Linked DNA regions of Mus musculus: regions 1, 3, 4 and 5 are each linked to region 2. Evidence: chromatin contacts called from public capture Hi-C and promoter capture Hi-C data. All regions are on one chromosome and are shown on one strand. The core of a region is the stretch at or near the end of the contact, and the rest is flanking DNA. Distances in the headings are between cores, read along the strand shown. Region 1 has its middle 94 kb from the start of 1700030F04Rik. Region 2 overlaps Gm36788 (a long non-coding RNA gene). Region 3 has its middle 54 kb from the start of Gm9946. Region 4 has its middle 17 kb from the start of 6820426E19Rik. Region 5 has its middle 75 kb from the start of 1700030F04Rik.

Region 1 (5,615 bases), core at 2,818-5,317, 890 kb after region 2:
GAGAGCGCTGAAGCACAGAGAGGTTGAGTAACCAGCCCGGCTCACACACTGCTAAGAAGTGAAGCAGTAGTTTGAACATGAGCAGGCTGGCTCCAGACCTGCTCTCTCTTTGCTATTCAAAAATCTACCTCTTCCAGCATTTCTAAGGCACTCGGAGCTTCAAACCAGGGATTTTAGTCCAAACTGATGGATTTTTACCAGTCATAGGAGTTATTTAATTCTTAAGCAAATCTTTAACCCTTAATAGAGTCATGTTTTATCATCTGTACACAAGATACACCATTCTCTCTCTCTCTCTCTCTCTCTCTCTCTCTCTCTCTCTCTCTCTCTCTCTCTCTCTCCCTCTCTCTCTCTCTCTCTCTCTCTCTCTCTCTCTCTCTCTCTCTCTCACACACACACACACACACACACACACACACACACACACACACACACACCATTTTGATGATGTTTCAGGCATTCTGTTTGCTTTTGGAAAGTAAAGGGCTGAGCTGGGGGCTGCATCTGAACACCCACATCTTCTATGTCTGTCTCACACAGCACAAGTTGGCTGACCACCTTAGCTCTTCTTCACCTACCCTGCCTGCTCCAGCAGCCAGCCTCTCCTGCCCTTACCTCAGGACCCCACAGTTATTAACACATCAAAGACTCCCAGGTCTCCTTCCCATGGTAGAGCTTGGTTTCTACTCTTTCTCTCTCACAGGAGGACACCCAGACTTCAGAGGCCAGCACGGAAGCCCCTGTATAACCTGATGCAGCTCCAGTGCCACCACCTCCCATGTGATTATCTAGGTATCTATGGAGAATTCTCAGGGTCCTCCTGTGTTTGAGCCTGGTCTCTTTCTGTCTCTCCATCTTTAATTATGAAGCCATGTGCATCCATTAAAGTTCAACTCTTCTACCATTTCCTTTACAAAACCTCTGCCAGCTCTGTTCCTCCAGTAAAGGATGGCTATGACATCTTTCTTTGGAACCTTTGGAACCTGCCTCATGGAGAAAGTGCAATGATCCCTTTTAGGGACTGCAAATTGCAAACAACCTGGCTCTATGCCTATGGGCATCAGAATCTCAAGAACGTGAGGATTATTGTGTCTGCTGAGTCCAAGCCTTCACCCTGGGTAAGGATGCCCTGAAGACTGCTGTAGGCTGAAGCATGGGCGGCTCCCAGGTCAAGTTAGAGAACCAGTCAGTGTTGTCCCTGGCCAGCTGCAGATGGCCTCAGCTGATACAGGTCTCTATAGAAAGGCCCTGCAGCTCTCACTGCCACTGCTATGTGCCTCCCCATCTCTCCTATCTCTGAGCACACCATGGAGACCCACAGAAAGCAGAAATCACATTGGCACCACCAACCGTTAGGAAATGTGGGCCTTGGAGAAGGGGTTCTTCTTGAAGTATAAGGAGCTTTGCCTACCTCCTACTCACCTCCCTGCCAGAGGAGCAGGTGAAATAAGTCACACTGTCCCCCAAGATGTGGCCCCTGTGTGTTCCTCTGATAGCTTTTTCTTTATTTATTTTTTTCCAGATTCTATTGTCTGGCAACTGGGATAAAAGACTTTCTCCAAAGGCCAGAGTTCACACCAGTTCCGGAAGCATCTTCCAGCCAGGCGAAGCAATGCCAAAGGGCTAGAAAGGAAGCCTCTGGCATTCCACAGTAAAGCAAATGCAGCCAAAATCTGCATTCTCCTTGTGTGTGTTGGAGCAGTAAGAGGGAGGTGGTGAAGACGGTGACCGATAGCTGGAGGCTAGAAGAGGGGGTGAAAGACACTCAGAGGTGAGGCTGAGAGGAGCTTGCTTGAGAGAAGAGGGCAGTAAGGGGGGCCCCAGGAAGGTCTGGATGATCACTTCCCTTTCTGAAGCTTCCCATGATGGCTCCATTGACTTGGCCTTCAGCACATTATGGGGCTGTGAACACAGACTGTGTGAGAGATATTTCCAGTTCACTCACATGGGAAAATATGATTTTCCTGCATTTACATTCTTAGTGTAACTTGCCTGCAAGGAGAGCTATTTCCTTCAAAGGCATTTTTCCTAATTTTAATCAGAAATCAATTCAATAGAAATTAGAATTTTATTGAACTAATTCCCAAACTACAATGTAAATGTCATAGCACTTGCGGAATTTATTTTTAATTCGTTTTATCCATGCTTGCTTGTATTTTTCTGAAGGTACCATTTTATTTTTAGCTTTTTAAATCTAATTTTCATCTCTTTTCTAATCTAATCTACAAGCCTTCATCTAATTATCAAGGTAATTCCTAGTTTCCACTCAACTCTAAGCACTCTCTCCAGGATAAACACTACATTTTCTCTTTCTCTGTCTTCACTTGTGAGGATAGATCGAACGTCCCTTGTCACCCTCAGCAAACAAGGGACAGGACACAGGTATGAAAAGCTCATGTCTGGGCTGCACACAAGCTTGCCTGTTGCTGCCCCACAATGGTTTCATACACAATCCATTTCTTCCCGCCCTCGAGTGCTTGAGCCAGGAACTCTGCACAATGAGAATGCCACTCCTGCTATGTCTTCTCCAGTGGCACAGTTGCCATCAGAGCTAGGACACTAAAAGACTGTGCCCAGTAGCTGTTGTCATTTGAATACATTTTCAGTGTCTCCCAATAATCACATGTTAAAACGCAATGCCCATCGTGAGCTATAAAGAAAGAGGAAACTCAACCTGAATGTTGTGTTAGGAGGTGACAAGACTTAGGTTAAAGTCGTCAGTATCAAACACTAGTGGCCTCATAAAATGTGAGGGACTGGAAAGGGCACACACGTGTACTAACTCCCTTCTCTCTCCAACAGATGCCAGAACCAGCTGAGGCTCAGAGGCACCATCAGCTGAAATCTTTGCATGTAGCTTCCTAGTACTGGGGTGGTTCTGTTCCCAGTCGAGTGTCCCAAGAGCATCCATTTCAACTCAATCGTGTGGCTCAGCGTCTTTCCTGTCTCACTGCATGGGTGGAAGCTGTCAAAATCCCCCACCCCCCACCCCACCCCCAGACGCAAGGTGAAAGCCCAAAGACCCAACCCCTTCATAGCATTCAGAGTTATTAAGGAGCTGATGGCCATGTCAAGAGGACATTGATAATGGCACTGATGCAGTTCCTTGCTGGGATTGCCTCCATAGACTGCCCAGTCCTGTCTGCCTGCCACCAGGTCTGTTTTGCATCCCAGTGCTGCATAAGAACCCAGCTCAGCAGCCACAACCACACCTCAATCCAGCCTCACGGAACTGGGGAATTTTTCCCCTCTATGTGTGCCATCTCACATAGGGTGGAATTGGAGAAAGATTCTTTGTTATCCATTTCTGCTTCTCCCCTGCCCAGCTAGGTTGCAACCAAGTACCCCTCTCAGCTGCACAGTGCCCATCCCTGTGTTCAATAGACATTTCTCAGTTAACAGAACCTCTGTTCCACTCTGCCTGACCACAGCCAGACCTCTTTCCCTTTTCTCTTATTTACAGCCCCTTCGCTAGAAGCAGCTGAATGTCTCAGGACACCAAATGTCACCTACTTGGTGCCTGCCAGAAGGCATAGCCACAGTGCCCTGTTTGCTTAAGAAAATTGTCCCAAGGCTAGAGAGATGGCTCAGTAGGGAAAGTGTTTGCCATGCAAGTGTGAGGACATGAGGTCAGAACCTCAGAACCCATGTAAAGCTGACCATGGTAGCGAGACTCTGATCCCAGCATTGCTATGAGAGCTGGGGTCAGAAGTCTTGGGAGGGTGAGGACCAGGACCGTCTAGCCCAGCACTTGCAGCAGCAAAAGGGAGACTCTGTCTCAAAGAAAGTGGAAGATGAAAACCACACCAAGGGTTCTCTCTCTCTCTCTCTCTCTCTCTCTCTCTCTCTCTCTCTCTCTCTCTCTCTCACACACACACACACACACACACACTCACACACACACACACACACACACACACAGGATGAAGCAGGAAGCAACTAAGGAAGGAGAGGTAGAAGGAGGGGTTCCCAGCTCTGCTTTTCTCCATCATATTTGAAGTTTGAAAGAAAGAATGCTTCCTAGGAAGTGGGGGTGCCTTTGCTTTGCAAGTGTAAACCCCTGAGTGATTGGAAACAGATGTTCTCAAAGACCTTAGAAAGTCCTCATTAATTCCCAGGCAATATAAATGAGAGATATGACCTCCATTCCTGTTCTCACTGTGATTCTAAGACTCGGCAGTGTCATTGCATGCACCTTTCCTGGAGACACAACCTTGCTCAACCCAAACAGGACAGCAGTAGACAAACTGTGATTCCACCAGAGTCCACCTTAGGCCAATGGGTTTACTGGGCATCTTCACAGAGCCTGGGAAATGGGTTACTTACAGGAGTTTGAGTGATCTCCACACAGCTCCATCGCCACAAGGTCTCATTCCATCATAGATGACTGGTACCCTTTCCGTTAACCTTCCATTTCCTATATACTCTCATATCTACCAAGTAGTAGTTGGAGACAAGAATCTTATGTGAGAGTCTTGAGACCCTCCCTTCCCTCTCAAAAAAAGATTGTCAACAGTTCCATTAGCATTAATGTAGACCTGACTACCTCCATATTGTTCTGCTCATTTGGTTGCCATGTGTGATGGTTTGCATATACCAGGGAGTGGCACTATTAGGAGGTGTGGCCTTGTTGGAGTAGGTGTGCCACTGTTGCCTTGGGCTTTAATACTGTTGCCCTAGCTGCCTGGAAGCAAGTCTTCCTCTAGCCGCCTTCAGATGAAGATGTAGAACTCTCAGCTACTCTTGCACCATGCCTGCCTGGATGTTGCCATGTTCCCACCTTGATGATAATGGACCGAACCTCAGAACCTATAAGCCAGTCCCAATTAAATGTTGTCCTTATGAGAATTGCCTTGGTCATGGTGTTTGTTCACCCTAACTAAGACACCATGGCTACTTGCCATGATATTCTTTGCCCCAGTATGACACGGAGTGAGTATGTTATGCCTGGAATGAAAAGGTCCAGTTCAGCAATCAGAAAGACAGCAACATCTTTGCAGCCAAGAACTCTGGATTCCTAGATCTCTCAGCTTACCCTGAGTAAAGGTGCAGATAGCTGGGTAGAGCTGTTGTCCTCTCCTGATCTAACTCAGTAGGGTTTGAGACCACATCAGAAGGATGAGGGCAGATATTCCTGTGCTAGCATCATTCAGGAGCAGGTGGTAGCAGCAGTGATGGAGCCGCCCAGATGCCTCTATCTATGAATGATGTTTCACAAAGAGTTGCTTCTACTTCCAGGGCAGCTGAAGCTATCACAATCATCAGAGTCACATTTGAGTCCAACTGTGCCTTAGCATCTGCTCCTGGTGACACCCAGACTCTGGGGGTGCTCTATCTCTTCACTCAGATTGGGCTCACAGAGTAAATATGCCAGCTCCTTGCTTTCCCACCTAGATGGTGAGGTACTTGGGGGCTAAGGCCTTCTCCTACCCAGGCCTGAATCTCACTGGAAACTGAACTTGATAGTGACACTACCGTGAGGACCTCTTTCCTGCAAAGGGGATGACTGATTGAAGGTTTTGGGGGTGTCATCTTTCTGGGGCTTGTCCAGGGTCCCTACTTCCAATTCAGTTCCCATGTTGAATGAGATATTCTTGGAACACTCATTTTATAAG
Region 2 (5,481 bases), core at 300-2,799:
CTGAAGTCATGAGAGCATTCTTGCTTTTTAACTTAATTTGGGGTTGTAGATTTCTTTCCAAGATTTGTTTCCCACCCAATTGTGTTATGCTGTGCATTGGCAGTCAGTTCACTGGGCTTCTGTCTCATCTTGCCTGTTGGAAGGCACAGACACTTTTTATTGGGTGTTATACATTATTACTTTTTTTTCTTATTTTGTGGTGACTGTTTTTGTATCCTTGCATATACCTCTGAGCTTGCTGTTGAGCTTCACTCTCATCCTGGCTACAGACAAGATGGCTCTATCTAGGTTCTGCCTGTATGAGTTCTTAGGGAATCAGTTCTCAACCTCTGGGTCGTGACCCACTTTCACAGTGACCCCATTCACAGGGGTCGCATATCAGATATTTACATCATGATCATAACAGTAGCACAATTATAGTTATGAAGTAACAACAACATGAGGAACTGTATTAAAGGGTTAGAGCATTAGGAAGGTTGAGAACCACCGCCTTAGGGGACCTGCGTTTTACTGTAACTACTAACGGCCTTGCCTGAAACGAGGGTTTCTGATGGTTCAGTGACCCTGCTAGTGGCCAGGACCTGCCCTGGCTTTCTGTGTCTCTTTCCCTCCAGTCCTCTCCAGTGGCTCTCCTGGTCATCTCCTCATTTGCATCTATGGATCGTTCTGGGGCTTACAGGAGCTTCTGCATCTCCAGTGCATGCAATGCTCCCTCTGTCCAGGTTCCTAGCCTGGGCTTAGGTGGGCGCTCTGACTTGCGCAGCCATATGCTTCCTCAGTCACACTTTCAAAGGCATGGCCTGGATCCTCTCCGGTCAGTGACGTGGATCAATCACGCGGCTCTTTGTCTGTGCTACTTTTCAAAACTTCTTTCGTCAGCAATTCATTTTCCCCCCTTTTGTTATTTCATATGGGCAGGTCCCGTTAACCTCATCTTGACTATTTCATCTAATTACAGTCTTACAGATAACAGGGGATGTTATTTTTCCTACTGTACAAAGAAGGAGCACTCCACTTGGGTAACTAATTCCTTAGGATCTAGGTCTGGAATGTCGAGGCACCGGTGAAGAACCGGGCTTTGGTCAACTTTTGAGCTAGGGCCGCAGGATCTGTGGCGGCAGCAGTGTCCACTAGGGGGCGGCAGAGGCCCGGCGTGCTCTGGTTCATCCTTGGGCTTTCCCTTTGCTTCCTCCCTCTAATGCTAATTCTTGCAAGTTCCTTACAACCCTGGCGACTTCTAAGCTTATCCCGGTTGCTCCACAGCTTTGCTTCTTGGACTGTGGGATGAGACACTCCTCACAGCTTTTCGTTGCAAGTAAACAGAGAACAGAAGTCACAGCAACTTGGAAATAAAGATGTGCAAAGACTGGCTGGATTTGGACGGTCACTAGTTTTCTGGCTGTCTTCTCTACAGTTTGGCTTTGTTTTCAGACTCTTTTCCCACTTAGTCAACCAGCTGCCTGCTGCTGTTCTAGCCTCACATCAAACAATGCAGAAAAAGTGAGATCTTCTTAGGCCACCCATAAGTCTTGGCTCTACTTGATGGGATCAAATGTGGGGTACACAGGTTTCCTCCAAACCCTGACAACAGCGGCCTACCGAAGCAAGGACTGGCTTGGGTCAAGTATGTTTCGCAGTCAATGTCTGTGCTAAACAGGCTGAGAGTCTGCACTTATCTCAAGCTAGTAAGAGCCGACCTTAGGAGCTGGGGTGCAGGCCAACCCCTTGAAAGCACACCAACGCATGCTGTAAGAGCAGCTGAGGCATGTTGGTAAGCATTTATAGATATTCATAATGGGAGAGTCCACAGGGCCAGGATCAGACCCAAGGCCCTAACAAGTGTTCTCTGTGTGAGCTGCTACCTAAGGGCTCCCTGCAGACTCAAAAGCAGCTCACAGCCACAGAGGGTTTGTAGCTCCTGCCCTGAGAAGCCAGTGAGGTGAGGGCTGGGATCTGACCTATTTATAGTCTGGTTCCTTTGCTGTCTCAGAATAGAGTAACCACCAGGCATAATGCTAAGATTGAGTAAGTATCTAAAGGTCTTCAGAGAACGCACTGCTTACTTAGAAGGGAGGAATGTCAGTAGATACAGCACGGAACTAAGAGAGCCTGTGGGAGCTACGCATGTACATGAGGCTAAAGGTGCACACAGTGACAGCATTTCCTTTAGCTTGTGGAGGCCAATCTGTGCCTTAGAGAGAGCATCTTCATGATTTGATGGATCAGGGAAATGAGCCATGGGAAGAAGGGATGGACCTGGCAGGAGTTGGAGGAAACGGGAACCAAATACCAGTAAACTTAGAAGTCCAGGGCTCATCACTTCCTTTGTCTCCAAAACACATATAGTTTGTTGATGTTACTTGATAGTTTCAAATCCTAACATCCTGAAATGGGATGTGGGGTGGAAAGCACAAACAAAACAAAACAATGAGCCACACCTGCCTCTGATGAAGGTGTTAGATACTCGGTCCCCAGGCACAGGCTGCAGAAGACAGCTGCGGGTGTCAGGTGTGTGCAGGAAAGCTATATCTCCCTCCACATTCCCCGTAACTTGTACACATTGAGTAGGGTTTCAAACCCGGCTGCCTTGGCAGTGAGATGGTTCTTTGGCTCCTCAGCACTCCAGATTTGTGACATCAGAAAGGTAGACTGGTTTTTCTGCTCTTGAAAAAAAAAGAAGGGTTGTTTCTCTAGCTGAGGGAGAGATAGACACATGGGTAGCTGGCATAAGTTTCTACGTTGGCAGGGTGATGAACTTAACAACTGGCTTCTCATGAGAACCCCTGCAGTGCAAATGCGCACCATCCACTACCTGCAGCGATCAGCTCTCCGTGTTTCTTCTGGGCATTGCCTTCTTCTTGGCGCAGCCTTTTATCAGGGACAAGGACTGACCCTCAAGGGGCAAAGCACAGTCAAAGCCACTTGTATTATTTACCTAGACGTTGGCAGGACCACATGTCATTTTTCTGGGGGTGGGGGTGGGGGGAGGAAGGAAGGAAGGAAGAGAGAAAGGAAGGAAGGAAGGGTTTATTTTGGTTCCTGATTTAGAGATTTCAGTCCTCCGGTGTCAGGCCCGATGCACTCGCAGGACATCATGTCAGCAGGACTGTGTGCCTGGAGAACAGCGGGTCATGTTGTGGTGCACCAAGGGGTAGGGAGAATGGGAAGGAGCCATTTATAACCTTCAAACGCTCTTCTACTGAGGGTCTAGTGAATGCCCTTATCAGTCACACCCTTCTAGAGGCCTCAAGCTTTGAAACAAGCGTTTAAAACACAAGCCTGTTGGGCCATTTTAGACTTGAACCGTGGTACCATTCGGGCCTTGGTGGAATGAATGCAGTTGCCTGGGGTCACTTGGGGCCTGATACATGGGCACCATTCCTGGTCATACTCTGGATTCCACTGGGGTCCTATTCAGTTCAGAATCATCCTGAATACAAATTCTTGATTCAACTTAACGAGTTAAACTTTATACAGCTGATCTGTTGTATCTCCGAATTCTTTATCCATTGATGGTGTCAACTGCAGGCTGAAAATATTTGGGAAACAAACGTACCGAGCATGTGTAGACTCTCTCCCTTATTATTTTGTGAATGATGGACTATAATAGCTGTAACCTAGCATTTGCATTAGATTAAGGGTTGGAAGTTATCTAGAGGTGCCGTGATGCATGTGGGAGAATCCCTTAGGATATCTGAAAACAAGGCGCCACTTTGTAGGGTAGACATGAGCTTATCCAGGGGTCTGTACCCCTGCACATCCTCGAGTGGTTCTCTCATGGATGCCAAGGGGGACTGAATGCCTTTCCTTCTACAGCCATGGTATTGTGCTCTTAAACACTTTCTAACATTTTGTTCTGACTCACTTATGTAAAACTACACAATACTGAGTTACAGGAGGGCACTCCCATGTAAGCATGCAATGTGCTTGGGGCATGTCTCCCTGCACAGCCCCCTAGCCCCCTTTTTTTTCTCTCTCTTCCCATTGCCTTTTTTGTTGTTGTTGTCATAGAAAACTTTAGTTCCACTTTGATATCTTATTATTGTATGTATCTGTATGAAATCTAGAAATCACACATGAGCAAAAACATAATATTTGCTTAAAGCTGAATTGTTACACTTGATAGGATCATCTTCAGTGAGTTCACTTTTTTATTTTTATTTGCAAATGACACAACGTCATTCCTCTTTAGAGCTAAAACGATTCCAGTGTGTGTACCACCTTTTCCTTAACCTTTCCTCTGTTGTTCGACACCAAGGCTGGCTCCACAGTTCAGCTATTGTGGCCACAGCTGCAGCAAATATCGATGTGCACGTGTTTTGGTGGTGTGCTCACTTGAAGTCCTTTGGGTAGAGCCGGGTCACATGGCAGGTCCATTTTTAGTTTTTTGAGAAACCTCTGTGCAGATTTCCATAGTGACTGGACTATTTACATCTCACTGGCAGCAGGCGTCCTCGCCAGCATTTGTTAGTTGTTTTCTTAATGACTTCCATCCCGAGGAGGACGAGATCCTAGTAGGCTCCCAATTTGCATTTCTCTGCTAGCAATTGTCTGTTTTATTTTTATTTAATTTTTTATATTTTTTTGAGGACTGCCCATTCATTTTCTGAGCCCATCTGTTTACTGAGTTGTTTGATAATAGTATTTAGGTTTTTGATACCTTTATTGATATTAATATTCTCTCAGCTACATAGCTAGCCAAGGTTTGCTCCCATACTACAGGCTGCCTCTCTACTGAATTGTGCCCTTCACCGTGCAGAAGCTTTGTAATTTCATGAAGTTCCATTTATTAATTATTGGCATTATTTCCCCAACGACCCTAATGTAAAACATAAAACTCTGCAATTCTTAGAGGAAAAAGTAATGAAACAGCTCACGATAAATTGAGTTTTATGTTGTATGTTTAAGATCTTTGACCCATTTGGAGTTTATTTGGTACAGGGTAAGAGATAGCAATCTAGTTTCATTCTTCTGTATGTGGAAATCCAGTTTATGCAAAATTGTACTGTGGTCCCTGTGAGGTCCCATGATGCACAAAACAGACATAATTATGTTCATAGAACTCTATGTTATTTAGAAAGATTAATCCACAAAGTGTAGGGGGCAGAATCCAGGAGAGTAGCTTGGTTGTGAAGTGAGGAAAGACTTCCAAGAGAAAGGTTCTGATTCTTAAGGTGGAAATATTGGGCCCCTGTAGTGAGGGGCGAGCTACTGTGAACAGATACCTGCAGAAGGGTGTGGAGGGGTGTGTGGTGGCCAAGGGTCTGAGGTTCTTAGAAACCTGTAGGCTGAAGCTGCAGGGCTATGCTGTTTGGACTTGCCATAGGGATTTTGAGCAGAGAGAGACTTCATGTGGGAGACTCGAGACTTTCTTAAACCCAAAAGGTCCAGAAGACAGAACATTTCTAATAAAATCCAAAGAAGATGGTCTGTAGCTACCCAGCAGCTCGGGCAGTACTGGTGTATTCAGGAGGCCAGAGA
Region 3 (5,115 bases), core at 1,645-4,144, 850 kb after region 2:
ATCACTTGGAATAGAATCATCACATGTTGAAAAAGATGCCAAGGCTCCCACACCTTGACAAGGTGAGCACGTAAAAGAACACCCCTTAGTCTCCTGTGGGTGATAACTCAAGGGCACAGTTCCGCATCCCTGCTGTGTTGTGTGGTTCGTGTTCTCTACACATCTGCAGTACAGGCTGCAGAGTCACACTGTGCACGGTCCTTCTGGCGTGGGTTTGTGCGTCATCTAGAGTAAGAGTAAAGGCAGATCTTCCTCATGGAGGAGCCAGTCGCCACTGAGGACTGTGAGCTGCCCGTGCCAGCAGAAGGCTTGAATCCTGACGCTGGCCCTATGCAATCATAATTCGACTTCCTTCCTGTTCTATAAATGGAAACTTTGCACCTTCAGTCTGTAGCTTCCAGGAAACTGGAAGAGACATAGACCTTTGTTTGGGCTAATGTGTAAAAAGCAACTTGTTAGAAACCTGATTTGCCAGATAGGTAATACTAAAATCATTGTTTAAAACTTGGTTTTCATCAGTCATGCCACAGCTTCTAAGTCTCCAAATCTTAATCTACATGGTGGTCAACACCTTTGGTCCAAACACTAATTTTTAATCCCCAATGGCAAGTGCCTCACATGCCAGGTGTTCTAAGATGAATTCTTAGATTTTTCCAGAAGATCGATGTTCTCAGACCCAGGTTTGCTATAGGATTTACCTTGTGGAGAGAAAATTCAGAGCTCATGAGCTGAGCAGTCTGTGGCTCAGTTCACGCCTGTCTATATTAGCCTGGGGCACAGAGTCTACGCAGAAGGCCAGTTTGCCCAAGTTCTGGGTCCTAGAGCACAGAACTCCCAACCTCCGCAGCCAATCTGATAAAGCCAGGAGCACCTGCATGAAACCTGTTGAGAACTGATGATAACTGAAATGATTGCGTCTGCGAACCAGTCCCCATGCTGAACTTAGAGGGGACGCTTCGACTTCATCCAGATTCAAATCAAACCGAAATGCTGCAGTTTCCTAGAAACAGGAGGCACTGATGAGCACCAGAAGAGGAGATACTATTGCTGCCATCCATGCTGGGAACTGAAATCTCCACGCCCTCCTTTCTTTCTTACACTTAGAAACCAGATACTGACATAAAAGGCAGACCAAAGAAGAAAATGAAAGCGACAGCAACAGAGAAAACCTTCTGGGTGATGTCCCGGGTGGAGTTCTGAGGGTGGTTTGCGTCTGCCGGAGAGCTGGGGAGGGGGTGGAAGCTACATCAGAAGATCGGTGAGCACTGTGAGCACATGATGAAGAAGGCACTGGACCTAGAGAGCTGGGCTGCATCTGGGATCAAGGCCAAAGAGCAGGGTCCATGTCAGCTGCTCCCTGGAGCCTTCCTTCAGGTTAATTAATACCTAACACAGTACGGACGATTTCCTAAATGCCCAACTCAGACGCCTGGTTTGGGTTTTGGTTTTTTTGTTGTTTGGTTGGTTGGTTGGTTTGGTTTTGTTTTGGTTTTGTTGTTGTTGGGTTTTTTTGTTGTTGGTTTTTTTTTTTAGGTTTGGTTTGGCTTTTGTGTATGCTCATTGTTAGTTAATGTACACATCTGATCTTAATATATGTGTGGATTTATAAGTAAAAAAAACTAACAGCATTAAATTCATACTCATTAAATTTGCAGGCATACGTAACTATGGCACAAAGTTCTTTAGAATGTGAGCCCAGGTTATGTTTTTAAAACCCTCGTTCTTCCCTACAGCCATCTTGTGATAAGGCACAGTCGCCTGTGCCAGCGAATGAGGCTGTCTCTGAACACACTTCTAGAACTACTAGCTAATAGTTGTGCAAAAGATTGTGGGGTGGGGGAGGTGTTAGGGCTAGGGTGTGTGCACAGCACTTGTGAGTGAGCGAGTGGTCTGTGTGCCTGCTGATTTGGAACCTAACTCTCTACCATCTCATGGCCAAATTCAGAGATTTACTATCACGGTACAGAAAAGTGCTTCCTTGGGGCTGGAGAGATGGCTCAGAAGTTGAGAGTCTTTCCTGACTGTTCTTCCAGAGGATCCGGGTTCAATTTCCAGCACCCACATAGCAACTCACAACTATCTGTAACTCCTTTTCCAGGGAATCTGACACCCTCACACAGACATACATGCAGGCAAAACACCGATGCACGTAAAAATATAAAAATTATCCAAAAAAAGGGAAGAAAAGTACTTATTTGTTAAATATGTCCAAAAACAAAGTACAAGCAGCACAAATCAATTAGCTTCCTACAAAATGATGGCCCTGTCTCTCAATTCTTGTCACATCTGTTGTAACATTGTACTGAAAACTCTTCTATTAAAATCATCTGCAAAGAATTGAAGCGATGACCTCTTCAACGTTTGTTTTCCAGAACCCCTACTCTATTTTTTTCTTTGAAATTCCAAGTGACTAACATACCATACTGCAAATATATAGTCCTTTCCCCCCCCCAAAAAAAGCCCTAGTGGGCAAATAGAAATGTTCCCCTTCGAATCCAGGAAATGGTATCTCATGATTAAATTAGTTTGAGCAGTCCAGGCTCAGTGTGTTTTCTATTGGGGAGTTTGCAGCAGATGGCCTGGATATTCTTAAGCTGAAACAAGTTTGAGCTTGCCAACCTCAGTTAAAAATCTCTCAAATGTTTGCTTTGGACTGAACGGCTGCACAATGGGAAAAGAACCATATGCAATCCTTATCATTTAGGGAAAATATTCCATAAAAAATACTAGATTTCATTACGGCCTGTTTGGTGCGAGCGGGCTGCAGGTTTGGTTGCCACAGAAATCGCATCATTAGGATACTACAAGTCTGCTTTGAGTTACCCTAGCTGCAAAGTCAGCCAGCCCCGTGATCCCATCCCCTGCATCTGTGTGCTTACCCGCTGTGATTCATTACAATAACAGGAATTTGCTGCTGTTATGATTGAAATAAATCAGCTTTGTGGTCCGGGCAGCCCGTTGTGATAACCATGGCTCCACCTCAAATTTGCTGCCTGGTCTTAAGTCATCTGCTGTACAGTCTAGCCAAAGACACAAACAAACAGATACTATATATGTTAGGAATTTATATATAAACTACCGAGAGCCAGGAGTTTAACCAGAACTTTCTGCTACATTAACCCATTTCATCTAACGTCTCCACATGGTACTTCCAGGTTCCTTCTCTAATCTGCTGTGGACACACTAAGGGGTTGCTACCCTCTGTCCCCCAGCCGGCACCTGGCTCTGCTGGCCATAGAGCCCTGGCTCTGAACAGCTGTCATTTCACACTGGCACGCTGGCTCCAGCTTGAGATCTGGAATCCTTTCCACTCATTTCTGTTGAGGTCCTGAGAGGGGAAGGACAGGGCTAACTTGTTCACACACTCTTCAGATCACACCGGTGTCTGTACCTCGGGCCGGGTCCATCACTGGCCATAGGCTAAACTGGTCTCTATAAAGCTGGGGAGAGGCCAACCATTCCTGAAGATTCTACCCAGTCAGCCCCTTCCAATGGTATCTGTAACTTCTCATTCCTGTCTTATACTCTAATATTTACTTCTACAACAGGCGTTTAATATTTCATTTTCTGTGTGATGTGTGTGTATGCTGTATGATCTTAAATTTAAGTTCAGCTATATTTCTGGATATTCACCTTGGTTGTGTTACTTGGCGTGTCTGTAGGTGGGGCCACACCTGTGTTAAACAATCCACAAGACTGAATGACTGATTAAAGCTTCAATGACTGTGGTCAGTGATTTCCCCAGTTTTCTGCAACCTGTTTGCTTAATGTTCCCACCAGTGTACTTACATAGGGCCTTGGTTTATTACTTTCTGTTACTATTACTATTTAAATATTCCGTTCTGTTACTATTAAAATATTCATGAAAGTGTTCCCACGTTGGAGCATGGTCTTTGGGATAAGCTGATTTTGTGATCATAAGACATGGTGACTGGTATTGGATTCTAGAATAAACTCTTTCCTGTTGAGCTGTTTTGGCATCAACACTTAAGGATGCTACCCTCTTTACACAGTAGGATAAGGCCCCAGTGAGGAACATGGGCTCTAACACTGTCCCCTCATGAGCACACTCTGTCCCTCTGCTTGTGTGGCTCAGATTGTGCTGGCCACCCTGTTGTTATCCATTCCAATTTCAACCATGACGCCAGCTCCTGCAGATCCCCAAACCAGCTTGCCAGACCTGTCCTAGTGCTATGGACTGACTGTGCCCCCCAGTAAATCAGGGTTTAAGTAGAACCCTTAGAAAGGGATTAGGTCAGCAGCCTCTGTTTACCAGATAGGACTCCTCTCAGAAGCAGGATCTTCAGGGAAGGACACACACACACACACACACACACACACACACACACACAGAGAGAGAGAGAGAGAGAGAGTCTGCCTTGTCCTGCTTTCCACCTTAGAGTTATGCAACAAAAAGGCTCTTTCCTGCAATGAGCCCTCAACCTTGGTCTTCCTAGATTCTAAATCTGTTCTTTTATAAATTATTCAGTCTCTAGTATTCTGTTACAGTAGCATCCAACACTACAAGATTTGTCATCCATATTTATGATTTCCAAATCGTGCTAATAGCTTTTTATAACGTGTGGCTTTAGTCATGTGTAGTTCCACCTACTCAGAACACAGAATCCAGGCTAGCTTGGGCAGCCCCAGCTAGTCCGTAGTAGACTGTGTGACACTTAGATGGGTGGTTTCCCCAAGGAAGCCTGAGCATATTCCTTGACATACTAATGAAGAGTGATGCACACTGTTCAGTAAGTCACATGCCTGTGCAAAAATGTCCACGGCCAAAGAGACTCAGTTTGGACCACAGGTAATGTACCACATTGCTTTGGTTCTCAATTCCAAGCCAGCTAGCTCTGCTTCTCTGTCACTCACCAAGGTAATCTTGCAAGTCCTTTCTTATCTGTGTTAGCTCTCAAGTTGGGTAAGTTTAGAAGAAGTTGAAACTACTTCCTGGTTCCCTCAACCAGGTGAAATGATCTTCTATAGATCATAGATAGATAGATAGATAGATAGATAGATAGATACATACATACATACATACATACATACATACATACATACATACATGACTTGTACTAGTGTCCTAGGATCAAATAGCTTACCTGCCATCAG
Region 4 (5,755 bases), core at 3,192-5,691, 710 kb after region 2:
CTGCTGTGACTTTTTTCTATGCATTTCTCTTAGCTGTATTTTATATCATGCCTGTTGGTTGTACGTTGGCCTTTCCACTCTTGACATCCATTACATTTCCTCCCATTTTCTTCTTTGTATATTCATTCTACTTCCTTAGCCCGGGTTTTCAACTCTGAGTCACTGGTGCTTCTATTGCCAGGTCTCCTCTGAACTGTTTATAGTATAGTATATAACTGTTTATTATACTATATTATGATGTTAATTGTAATATATATATAACTACATAAATGTAGTAGGTTACATTTGTTATTAATTGTATAAATGTTAATTATATAAATGTTACATTTATTCTGTAACAGAGGCCTTAGCATTCCCACATTTCTTCTAATTACCACCCAGTCATTTAGAAAGTCTCAGCCTGCCTCAGCCTCTTCCATGTAGTCATCTCTGATTCATAGACTTTATGATTCTCATATTTTATTCTGAGCATAGAACTTATACTTGACAATGTTTTTTTTTTTCCGTTGTAGGTGATACATCATTTCCCCCATTGTCTTGAGATAAGTGCGTCTTGTAGTCCCAGGACCTTCTCATTGTCTCACCAAAGTCACCAGAGAACAAGAAAGAAGGTCTCAGTATCTCCTCACTGTTCTTTAAGACCATAATAGAGCCAAGGACGCTAACAGCTGGGAACTGAGCATCTGCTTCTGTCCCCTGCAAGACTGAAGCGTGGGCCGCCTTCTATGCGGTCCCTAGCAGAGGCTTTCCTCACAGGACTGTCATTTGCTCCTGTTACTGAGTTGATCGGGACAGTCCTTATCCTGTATCACCCAATGAGCTGAATATAAAGAGGACAGTGTGTTCCTAGGCAGGCTGACAGTCACCGCTCTTCTTGTCTTCTGTGCTAGAGACCCTTCACACACAATGTCAGTCCCAGCAAGAGAAAGCTACGGCTTCTGCTTGCTTCCAATGCCTTTCCCATTGAGTCTAGTAACTAATGGCACAAACACTTTACCCGTGTAACAGTGTCCTTAGTAATATGTGGTAAGAGGGATGTTCCATTGAGTAGCTGGGCAAGGGAGAGTGTATACTGCCAGGAATACCATGGTTCCTTTTTGGGTTCTTTGTCTCTCTAATACAAGATTCTAGAAATAAATTTGTAAGAAAATGGAAGGACAATTTCATTAGAATTTCAGAGAAAAATCATAAGGCAGACGAACTCTAAATCTCAGCAGTTTCCAGGTGTAGTGAGATGAAAAGGAGAAGAGGATGAAGAAGATGAAGAGAAACAGGAGAAGAAAAGAAGAACAGGAGGAAGAAGAAGAGAAGGAGGAGGAAGAAGAAAAGAAAGACATACTTTCTGAGTTAGGACCCAAGAAAGCTAGCATGGTCAACAATAGAGGTCAGCAAGGAGCTGCGTGGCATGAGTGAGGGTGGATTTCAGAGAAATAGGAATAATAATAATAACAACAACAACAATAACAGCAGGGGAGCATGCCTAGGCTTTCAGCAATATTTTATTTTTATTTAAATGGTATCTACGCAATGTGTCTGTGTGTGGACATAATGTCTGTGTGTGCAGTGCTGGAGGGTTCAACAGAGGGAGTCAGATCCCTAGGAACCAGAGTTACAAGCGGTTGTGAGCCGCCCAACATGGGTGCTGGGAACTGAACTCTGGTTCTCTGCAAAAGCATCTCTCTCTCTCTCTCCCTCTCCCTCTCCCTCTCCCTCTCCCTCTCCCTCTCCCTCTCCCTCTCCCTCTCCCTCTCCCTCTCCCTCTCCCTCTCCCTCTCCCTCTCCCTCTCCCTCTCCCTCTCCCTCTCCCTCTCCCTCTCCTCCCTCTCTCTTGGTTTTTGAGACAGGGTTTCTGTAGCCTTGGTTGTCCTGGAACTTATTCTGTAGACCAGGTTGGCCTCAAACTCAGAAATCTGCCTGCCTCTGCCTCCCAAGTGCTGGGATTAAAGGCGTGTGCTACCACACCCAGCTCAGTACTGTCTCTTAGCCACTGAGCCACTCTCTAATCCCATGCTTAGGGTTTTTGGTCAGTATCTGAAAGTAAAAGACGGAAAGAAGAAAAAGTTGCTCTTTTCAAAGTGGGCAGGCTTAACTGTGCTGTGTTGAGGGAAGCTCCCTAAAGGGCCATCCCTAAAGGGCCATCCCAAGAGGCGGTCCTCTCAGAAGCAACAGTAAGTCTTACTAAGAAAATAATTGTTCTTCCCAGCCTTTTAGTACAGCTTGAGGTGACTCGGTCTTCCCAGGCAGTGGTATCCTGACCTGGTACTGACATCTCAGCTGGATTAATTATGAAAAGATGTGCTAATGATATGCAATATTATAATATTTGGGGCAGTTCACAATATCCTGTCTTTTTCCAGCTCCAGAGACCTAAGGAGGGGAAATTTGGAGTTTCCTCTTTAGTGTTACCAGGGAAAGGGGGGGGGGGGGAGTGTCCAAAGCTGACCATCAGGAGCAGGCCATCCTCAGTGCCATCTGAGGCTACTAATGCATGTCTGACTGCTTAACATCAGGGAAGATGTGAGTGTCTACAAAGGCAACTCATCTTACTGGGTAGGATAGTCACACATCTGGTGAACCCCTGGCTCCTAAGTTAGGGCAAAGGCAAGAGTCTCTTTTCTCTCCTTCTCAGCCTCATGTTGCTTCGGAGCTTTAGATTAGAGCTATGAATAAATCACTTGTGAAAGGTTCACAGCTGGGACAAATGAGCAAACCCCCTGCCTCCAGCACTGCAGGCTCTGCACCCTCTATTTCCTGGGAATTCCAGTAGAGGAGATTTATGTAAGCCTTGGTAGCAAGTTTCATTCACAGCCTGGCGTCTCCTATTGTGCATGCTTCATCTTCTTATATAACGTGTAAACTGCATCAAAGACTTCACTGAGTGATATATGTTACACATGAACAAAACGGTTTCAATTCAACATGGAAGTTTCAGAAAACGAACACCCTAGTACTTGATAAGGCCAGAAAAGTAGTTCCCAAGACCCTTCATGCTATCTGCTTCCTCAGGGCAGTGCAACGAATGTTCTGTTAAAGTTCTATTCGATGTTTTCATTGGGGTAGATTAGGAGTGGCTCTCACTATGATAACCAACACACGAGCTTACCTGAACCTATCTATCTCCTTCCAAGTGGTTGGTTGGTTTGTTTGCTTGCTTGCTTGCTTGTTTGTTTGTGGTGTGTGTGTGTGTGTGTGTGTGTGTGTGTGTGTGTGTTTTGAGGCATTATGGAATATAACAATCCTGTTACTTCACACATGTAGGACCATTCAGCAAACTTCAGGTAGAGACTGTGATTCATGGTACGTGGTACTCACAGCACTGTTGATTTATAGAGAGATAGAACGAGTGTCTTAATGGAAAATGCCGATTGCAGACCCCAAGTGGATCTCCGAGGGACTGTCTCAGGCATAGTGCCTTGTACAGGGATGTATTTTCGCTGCTCCATAAGGAGAACACTACATGTTCATGAGCTCATTCACTGGTGGAGACCTATCTCTGGCCCACATGTCCCATTCTGAAGATGCTGTCAGGTGTGGCAGATTCCTGCTCCACAAAGGCTGACATCAAAGGCAGTCGGCAGTTGCAACACCAGTGTTTGAAAAAGAAAATGCAGAAACCAAAATGGCCTTTCCTAACTTTCACTTTGGAATTTACCAAAGCCAGACCCAAGAAATGTGATGACATCCTAAAAGCCTGTGATTAATTCATGCTGGTCCCCAAGTCTTGCCCCTCAGTGCCACATGGTGAAGCAGTTACCACCACCTGGTTTTCCTCTCCAGCCAGACAGTACTTCTAAGAATTCCAGTCATCACAGAAGTGGAGATAGGCCTAAGTGTAGTGTGCCTTATATTACCATTATGCAAATCTCTCTAATCCACACCCCCTAAGGCTCCCTTGCATAAACAACCGTTTGTGCCCATAGATTATTTACACATGTAATTGATGGCCTTCCCCCCAGACAAATTGTTCAGTGCAGGGCTTCCAGCTCTGTCTCCTAATGTTTTTGCACAAGTAGGAGTCTGAGGTGGCAGGAAATGGCAGCTCCCTGGAGAAGTCATGGTGATAAATGGGGCCGTGTAAGGCTATTTACATACAGGAAACAATACACATAGAGGAATGAAGCCAATCCTCAATTTTCATGTTATTTTAAATCAATAACGCTGAATTTCTTTCTTTTTCTTTTTTTTTTCTCTGCCCTTTTGGCCAAATCAATATTTTGAAATGTAGATTCTTTTTGTTAAAAAGAACCAAGATTTATGAGACTAGTTTATTGAAATCGCTTAAAGTATATATGGGGCTATAATCAAGTGTGAGATTCTCTAGTGGAAAGCATAGAAGCTTTGCACAAACCAGAATACTGTGGGACCTTTCTGAGTACCTGGGAAGTAAGGAAGTGCTGATCTGTGCCAGAGGCACAAGAGGGTCTAAAAGGGCAGGCACACTGGCTGATCTTGTTCGGCGGGAAGGAAATTGGACTTTTCTGAGTGGTTCCATATAGCCGTGGGGGCTTGTAAGAGAAGACAGACTGGAATAGACAAATGTCTGCTAGTGATCTTGCCTCTCACAGCTGAACTGGGCCTGGATGCTCAAAACCTTATAATGTGCTCAGCAGAACAGAGCCTGAACCCCATGCATCTGCCTGCCCCTGGCCTCCTTATGCCATGACAAGACTATCCCTGCCCAAGTCCACAGTAGACTTCAAGTTTCCCCAGAGTGACTCTGTGCCCATGAGTATCACCATTCTTGGAATTTTAAGGCAGAGAGAGATCCAGGCTTCTGGAACTGGGCCTCATGCAGCTGTGCCAATTGTGGGTCATCAGGGAAGAGAAAGGCATTGTTGTATTGCAAGTTCGTTGTTATATGCCAACTGGGACAGGGGACATCTGGCTCTGGGCTCATCCTTCTTAATGTAGGAGTATTAATATAATCACTCGATGAGAGCTTTCATCTGAGTACTACAGAGCATCCTAATAGTGGTTAGCCACAGGCCTTCATCATTGACATTCTGGATGGTTACCTATGTCAGTATCTTACCTAACATGTTTACCCATGTCAGTAGAGCACAGTGGGGTTGTTAGTGACTTCCACCCCAAAATCAAGGGAAACCACCTTCAGTAAGAAAGCAGTCTACAAAACATCAACAAACATTCCTTAACCATGAGAAACAAGTATTTAGAAAATAAAATGTTAAACGACAACCATTTATGTTTTCAAGAGCAATAATAAAAATGTCTAGGAAAAACGAAATTTTAAAAGATAAAAGCTCAAATAAAAAGATAAAAGTTCTACCTGAGGAGTACAGGAGACCCGGTGCATCTTCATCTGTGCTCTTAAGATTTGTTTTTCTAGAAGTATCTCTGAAGTCCACTTGGAGTCGTTAGCATGTCAATTCAGTCAGGACGTGTCATGGGAACAAAAAGACAGTTGAAAGGTCAAGGCATGTTAGATACAAAACATCTTTTAAAGCTGTAGTAACTAAAGGTTTTCCTTTAAAGTAGGAGTTGACGTTAAAAACTGTCCAGAACTAAATCCATGTGGGATGCAGTCTACTGTGAAGGCAGAATTTAGATCCAGCACACAAACAGCAGCAAGAGAATGCCAAAGAGGTGACGGTGTCACCATAGTTCTTACTTCTCCAATGTTTGAATAAAGCCCAGGAATCAAAGCTGCAAATTGCAAACCTATCAGATGAGGAAGGTGAATTAAACACAACCTTTCCTTGAGAATGTGTTTGAAACAGACACAGAAGGTGGTACA
Region 5 (5,390 bases), core at 1,595-4,094, 910 kb after region 2:
TTAACATGTCCTTCCAACTTGACTAAGCCATGGGATGCCTTGACACCTGATCAAACTGTACCCTGCAGATGTGTCTAAGAAGGTGTATTTGGACAAGAATAAATCTGAACTGGTAGACTAAGTAGAGCAGATTGTCCTCCACATGGAGTGGATGCATCGAAGCAATCAACACCCCAAACAAAGGAAAAGCTAAGCATGCAGAACCTGCAGCTGGAGACTTTTCAGCCTTTGTGATTGTGTGAGTCAATAAGTCTCTTATACACACACACATGCACAAGCATACACACACACAAACACATACACACATAAACACACAAATATACACACACATACGCAAACATGCACACACATACACAAACATACACACACATACATACAAGTATATACATACACATACATACACATACATACACATACAAACATACATAAACATACATATATACACATGCACATGCCTGTACACATACATATATATATATATACATACATATACATACATGCACAAGCATAAACACACACAAACACATACACACATAAACACACAAATACACACACACACATGCAAACATGCACACACATACACAAACATACACACACATACATACAAGTATATACATACACATACATACACATACAAACATACATAAACATACATATATACACATGCACATGCCTGTACACATACATATATATATATGTATATATATATACATATACATACATACACACACATACACAAACATACACACACATGCACTTATACACACGTACATGCACATACTCACACATGTACACACACTATTGTTTCTGTTGCTTGGGAGAGCTCTAAGGCATCTGTCTTTATGTTTGTAGAGTTATCTCCTTAGAGTAAACGCACCAGGAGAGCTCTTCCCCAGCACCATCATGGGCTTCCTGGATGGACAGTGCACGCCCACATTTCCCCTTAGAAATGCTGACCTTCCCAGACAGCTCCAGCTCTCAGCCGCTTTGCCTCTGCCAGCTATGCATGCGTGCTTAGTACTGTTAGTCATCTAGTTTGCATTTCTCCTTTCATTCCTTTTGTGATCTGTGCTTACGTTTTTCATACATTTTATTTAGTTGGTGTCTCCTTAGAATTAGATAAATGTCTTCCAACAGCCCATGTGACAAAGTCTGAGCCCCCAGCATGATGCTATGGAAATGATAACGTTAGAGGTACATCCCATGAGAAAACATTAAGTCTTGGGAGCACATCTTTAAAGGAGACATTAGCACAGTCCGGTCCCATGGACCAAAACTGTGGGCCAAAACCAAATCTTGTCTTCTTATAAATTATAAGTTAATGATCACCGGTGTTCTCTGTCACAGTGACAGAAAGCTGACCTAATCTCTTAAGTCACACTGTCTAGTAACCAGACTCTGACGTGACAGTGTATGTGCATGCAGCAGGTTTAGCTGATGGGGTGGTTGGCCTGAGAAGGCCTCCGTATGCTCAGGCATCTAAATACTTGGTCTCTACTGGATGACTATCTGGTAGGTTTAGGAGCTGAAGGAAGTGGCCTTGCTACAGGAAATGTGTCACTGAGGGCAGGCTCGGACATTTCAAAAGACTCAAGCAATCCCCACCTTGTTTTCTCTACTTCCTGTTTGTACTTCGAGATGTGAGCTCTCAGCTCCCAGCTCACGTTGCCACACCTGCCTGCTGCCACATTTCCCTGTCATGATAGGGACAGACAGACCCTTATACCTGTGGAGCTGGACGCCCTAAATAAGCCCTTCATGTTATATGTGGCCTTGGTCCTGGTGCTTTATCACAGCATAGAAAGTAACCGTACAGCAGGCTTTCTGAGCAACACCTTAGCAACACCATGCTGCGACGTGGCCAAGTGCTCAGATGGCCATTGCGTGGGCACGATTCCTGACTGCCTTGGCTGCCACTAGGAGGCGCTGCAGCGCTTAGACCACAGCTTTCTCCAGCAGGGGGCAACTCTTGGGAAGGTCCTGGAGAGCTAACACTGGAGGAAGTGGAGGAAGGGATGGGTGCTGCCCTGCAGAAAGGGCGTGGGCGTGGGTGGTAGCAATCAAGACACTGGGATTTTACATATTTGTTTGAAAGAGCTCTGTATACAATCAAATTCATCTTCCTTTCAAATGGTCCCAGCTCAGCTTTAGGAGCAGAGGCAGAGTGAAGGGAGAGCATTTTTCTGGGATGCCTGAGGCTGGGAGGCACACATAGCAACACACACACTCACACACAGCACCACACACCCATAGGCACACATACATACAAATATACACACACACACACGCGTGCACGTGCACGCACACACACAGTACCATATACACATACATAGGCTGAGTGCCACATACAGTACCACACACACATACACTGGGTCTCACACATACATACACATACACACACACACACAGAGGCTGGGTGCCACATACAGTACCATATACATATACATAGGCTGGGTGCCACATTCAGTACCACACACACATACACACACACGCACGGGCTGAGTCTCACACATACACACACACACACAGGCTGGGTCTCATACATACACACACATACACAGTACCACACACACAGGCTGGGTCTTACACATACATACACACACACACACACACAGCAACACACACACAGGCTGGGTGCCATACACAGTACCACACACACATACAATGGCTGGGTGCCACACACACACAGGATTCAATTCTGCTTTATTTCAATGTTTATTATCCCGTTTCCATCCTGAAGATGTTTTGGTGGCAGTTGTGCGGTTTGCTTGTTTGTTTATACAGTTGGTTCTGTCCGATCTACCTCAAGCTCTGAGAGTCTGGCTCAAGGTTACAGTGTGGCCCTGTACTTCCCTCTGACTCTCTGTGGTTTTCTATCTCACATTTCACTAACTTGATAAAGATCTCAGTTTATTGCTGCTGTAAGTTTGTGGCCAGTGTCTTGCCAAATACATAATGAGTTGTGCTAATATATTTTACCGGGTAATAGCCCTTTTCCAAGTGTGATTTAATGTCATTCTTATTGTTCAGGAAATCTTCCTGCGTCTATCCACGTTTCTAGGCACGTGCTTCTGCCCCGCCTCCCCTGAGGTCATTTCAAGGGTATTCTGATCACTGAAACACAGCTCTGTGCTTTAATAGCTCGAGCAATTACCAGACAATTACCCAGGGGTTCCTGTGCCCCTTCTTCCCCCCCCCCCACCCCCGAACTTTCTTGGCTTTCTTTAGAGTCCTGGATAAACCTTAAAACCTTTTGGTTAAGTTCTAAAAAGAAGCCCTGGAACAATCTGTCTGTCTGTCTGTCTGTCTGTCTGCCTGCCTGTCGCTGGGAAGAACAGAAGCTGCACCACCCTGTGTTTTCTTCCTGGACCCTTCAGCAGTTTTATGCTTCAATCACTGTTTTCCTCTGCTTCCTATTGGTTCTGAGCCATCTTGTTTAAAGGAACCTGAAAATGGGATTCCCTCCTGCAGCAGGATCGGGAACATCTTAGGGAGCAGACGACCATTCTTCCTAGACACATCCTCTCAGCAGTCACTACTGAAGCGTCTGCATCAAGTGCATGTTTTTCTGTGACAGGAAGAACTTAGGGTCCTTTGATGTTTCCGGCTGTGTCTGCCTATCCTTTTGCCACTTCTGGTTTTGTTCCATTTACAAGCCCTGAGCACTGCACGCAGCACAAGCCCACAATTCTGTCCCTGCGGAGTCTCTCCTGGTCTCTAGTGGGTTCTCGCCTTGGTCTCCATTCTCTGTAAGCCTCTGTAACTTTCCTTCCCTGAGGGAGGCCTTGGGCTCTGTGCTTTAACAGCCGCCTGCTAATTCCTGCCAACTGTTTGCCCGTGCTGCCTTCTCCACCTGGTCCCTCCTTGATGTTCCTGCACAGTTTTATTGGGGGTAACCATGGTTTTCGATTTAAATATTTTTTGTCACATATGATGTCTTTCATAGACTTACACTGCTCTGACACTATCCTGAGATTCCAAATCTGGATTTTCAAATGATTTGTCCTTTGTCTTGGAATTGGTCCGTTTCCTGAAGGAGCACTGGCCCTCACCACAAATCGAAACCAATATGGTGGATTTGTTGTTCTTTTTCAATCTTGTCTGGATTTTATAGTACTTGGGCTTTTTACGCTTTTGCCTATATACATCTTTATAGAAGGAGGCCCACGTAACCTCGGGAGGAACTGTCACAGAGAGTTGGCTCCAAGCTAAAGTCTCCCCTGCAAAGATTGGAGAGCAGAGAAGTCAGAATTAACAGCACTCTGTTTTCCAGGCAATCTTCTGGGAAGGTCTGGGAAGCAGGACTAGGATCCAGAGTGGCAGGGCTCATGCTGAATGGTTTGTATCCTACATTCCAGCCCTTGCCAAGCTGAACAGGCTGCCCACAGAACTGCCTGTGTTACACTTGGACTTCTGCTCCCATAGACAAAGGTGCTCTGAGAAAAAAGACACCCTGGCTCTACCTCTAATGCTGCTTGCTGCCTGACCCTGCCCCACAGAACTCACATGTTTTCTTTGTGGCTTTTTTGCTGGGTTATAGAGTCTGGGATCCCCTGCCCCTGTTTCTTGTAGATACAAAGCAGACTTTTAAGCATCCTTCTGTTTCCTGTAGAGAGGGTTTTAGAGATCTGTTCTTTGTCCAAGTCCTCCAACTAGCTCTGCTTTCTGGAGCTTCAGCATGATCTCAAGACGATTTCGTTTTAATCTTTGCCCCTCTTAGAAAACAGCAAAGCCACGTCTCCAAGCTTGGCCTCTGCGGACAAGCACAGGATGTAGATTGTCTTGGGCCATTCACTCTTCACATTCCCAGGGGAGGTCAGCAGCCCCATCCAACAACTGTCCAGAGAATTAATAGAGCCCTTGGCCCCATCTTCCCTTCAAGCAGTCTCCCGGGTAGAACTGGTCACAGATTTCAGTATGGTGATGGTGTCTCCTGGGGATGTCAGACCCCATTAAGGATCTGTAACAAATAAAATCTGCCCACCACTTCATGCCTAACCCTGTCTAACCCCCATCTCTGTGATGAGACTGTGATAGATTAGAAGACTGTGCTTTGAGATATCGACTAGTTCTTGAGGATGGAGGAGATCAGAACCCTTATAAGAGAGGCATTCGAGAGCTGCCTCCCCTCCTGCTATGAGAGAACAGAGTGAGGAGTGTCATCTTGCCTCACCAGGCAGCAAATCTGCTGGTGCTTTGATCATGAACTTCTGGCCCCCAAAACTCAGAAATAAGTTCCTATTGTTTATAAGCTACTCCATCTATGGGCTTTTGTTACAGCAAGCAAATAGACAGACATCTCTCATTTCTCCTCTTGCGTTCTCTTTTTATAAATAAAAGTCAGAACCGGGCTATTCTTGTGGGAAGCTGCATGTAGCAGGATGCTGAGG

The links. Promoter capture Hi-C pulls out the DNA fragments that hold promoters and counts their contacts. Capture Hi-C pulls out chosen DNA fragments and counts their contacts.
Region 1: a promoter capture Hi-C map of cranial neural crest shows a contact between it and region 2. The contact joins two enhancer-like sites. A contact is called at or near these places in 6 of 39 promoter capture datasets (the 3T3-L1 cell line, cranial neural crest, frontonasal cranial neural crest and 2 more) and 4 of 484 Hi-C or Micro-C datasets (cerebral cortex, embryonic fibroblasts and uterus).
Region 3: a promoter capture Hi-C map of the 3T3-L1 cell line shows a contact between it and region 2, with 9 times the contacts expected there. The contact joins two enhancer-like sites. A contact is called at or near these places in 4 of 39 promoter capture datasets (the 3T3-L1 cell line, cranial neural crest, frontonasal cranial neural crest and 1 more), 2 of 484 Hi-C or Micro-C datasets (the 3T3-L1 cell line and embryonic fibroblasts) and 1 of 115 datasets of contacts at active chromatin or transcription factors (the NIH/3T3 cell line).
Region 4: a contact with region 2 is called in a promoter capture Hi-C map of cranial neural crest. The contact joins two enhancer-like sites. A contact is called at or near these places in 1 of 39 promoter capture datasets (cranial neural crest), 1 of 15 datasets of contacts at CTCF or cohesin (the NIH/3T3 cell line) and 1 of 9 other capture datasets (embryonic stem cells).
Region 5: a capture Hi-C map of embryonic stem cells shows a contact between it and region 2, with 7 times the contacts expected there. The contact joins two enhancer-like sites. A contact is called at or near these places in 3 of 39 promoter capture datasets (cranial neural crest, frontonasal cranial neural crest and maxillary cranial neural crest), 3 of 15 datasets of contacts at CTCF or cohesin (the NIH/3T3 cell line and pro-B cells), 4 of 484 Hi-C or Micro-C datasets (cerebral cortex, myocytes and uterus) and 1 of 9 other capture datasets (embryonic stem cells).

What each region holds. Positions count from the first base shown.
Region 1 is chr6:117,654,559-117,660,173 of GRCm38.p6, forward strand. No RefSeq gene overlaps it. Among named protein-coding and RNA genes, the nearest start is that of 1700030F04Rik, 94 kb to the right of the region's middle. Within about 2 kb of position 4,068, at least 4 of the 459 cell types and tissues checked have an H3K27ac peak or open chromatin away from gene starts, as enhancers often do.
Region 2 is chr6:116,766,767-116,772,247 of GRCm38.p6, forward strand. It overlaps Gm36788 (a long non-coding RNA gene), which reads right to left. Exons shown (of 4, transcript XR_377977.3): 4 at 4,947-5,481. Among named protein-coding and RNA genes, the nearest start is that of Gm36788, 5.7 kb to the right of the region's middle. Within about 2 kb of position 1,550, at least 14 of the 459 cell types and tissues checked have an H3K27ac peak or open chromatin away from gene starts, as enhancers often do.
Region 3 is chr6:117,611,302-117,616,416 of GRCm38.p6, forward strand. No RefSeq gene overlaps it. Among named protein-coding and RNA genes, the nearest start is that of Gm9946, 54 kb to the left of the region's middle. Within about 2 kb of position 2,895, at least 43 of the 459 cell types and tissues checked have an H3K27ac peak or open chromatin away from gene starts, as enhancers often do.
Region 4 is chr6:117,475,805-117,481,559 of GRCm38.p6, forward strand. No RefSeq gene overlaps it. Among named protein-coding and RNA genes, the nearest start is that of 6820426E19Rik, 17 kb to the right of the region's middle. Within about 2 kb of position 4,442, at least 4 of the 459 cell types and tissues checked have an H3K27ac peak or open chromatin away from gene starts, as enhancers often do.
Region 5 is chr6:117,673,682-117,679,071 of GRCm38.p6, forward strand. No RefSeq gene overlaps it. Among named protein-coding and RNA genes, the nearest start is that of 1700030F04Rik, 75 kb to the right of the region's middle. Within about 2 kb of position 2,845, at least 56 of the 459 cell types and tissues checked have an H3K27ac peak or open chromatin away from gene starts, as enhancers often do.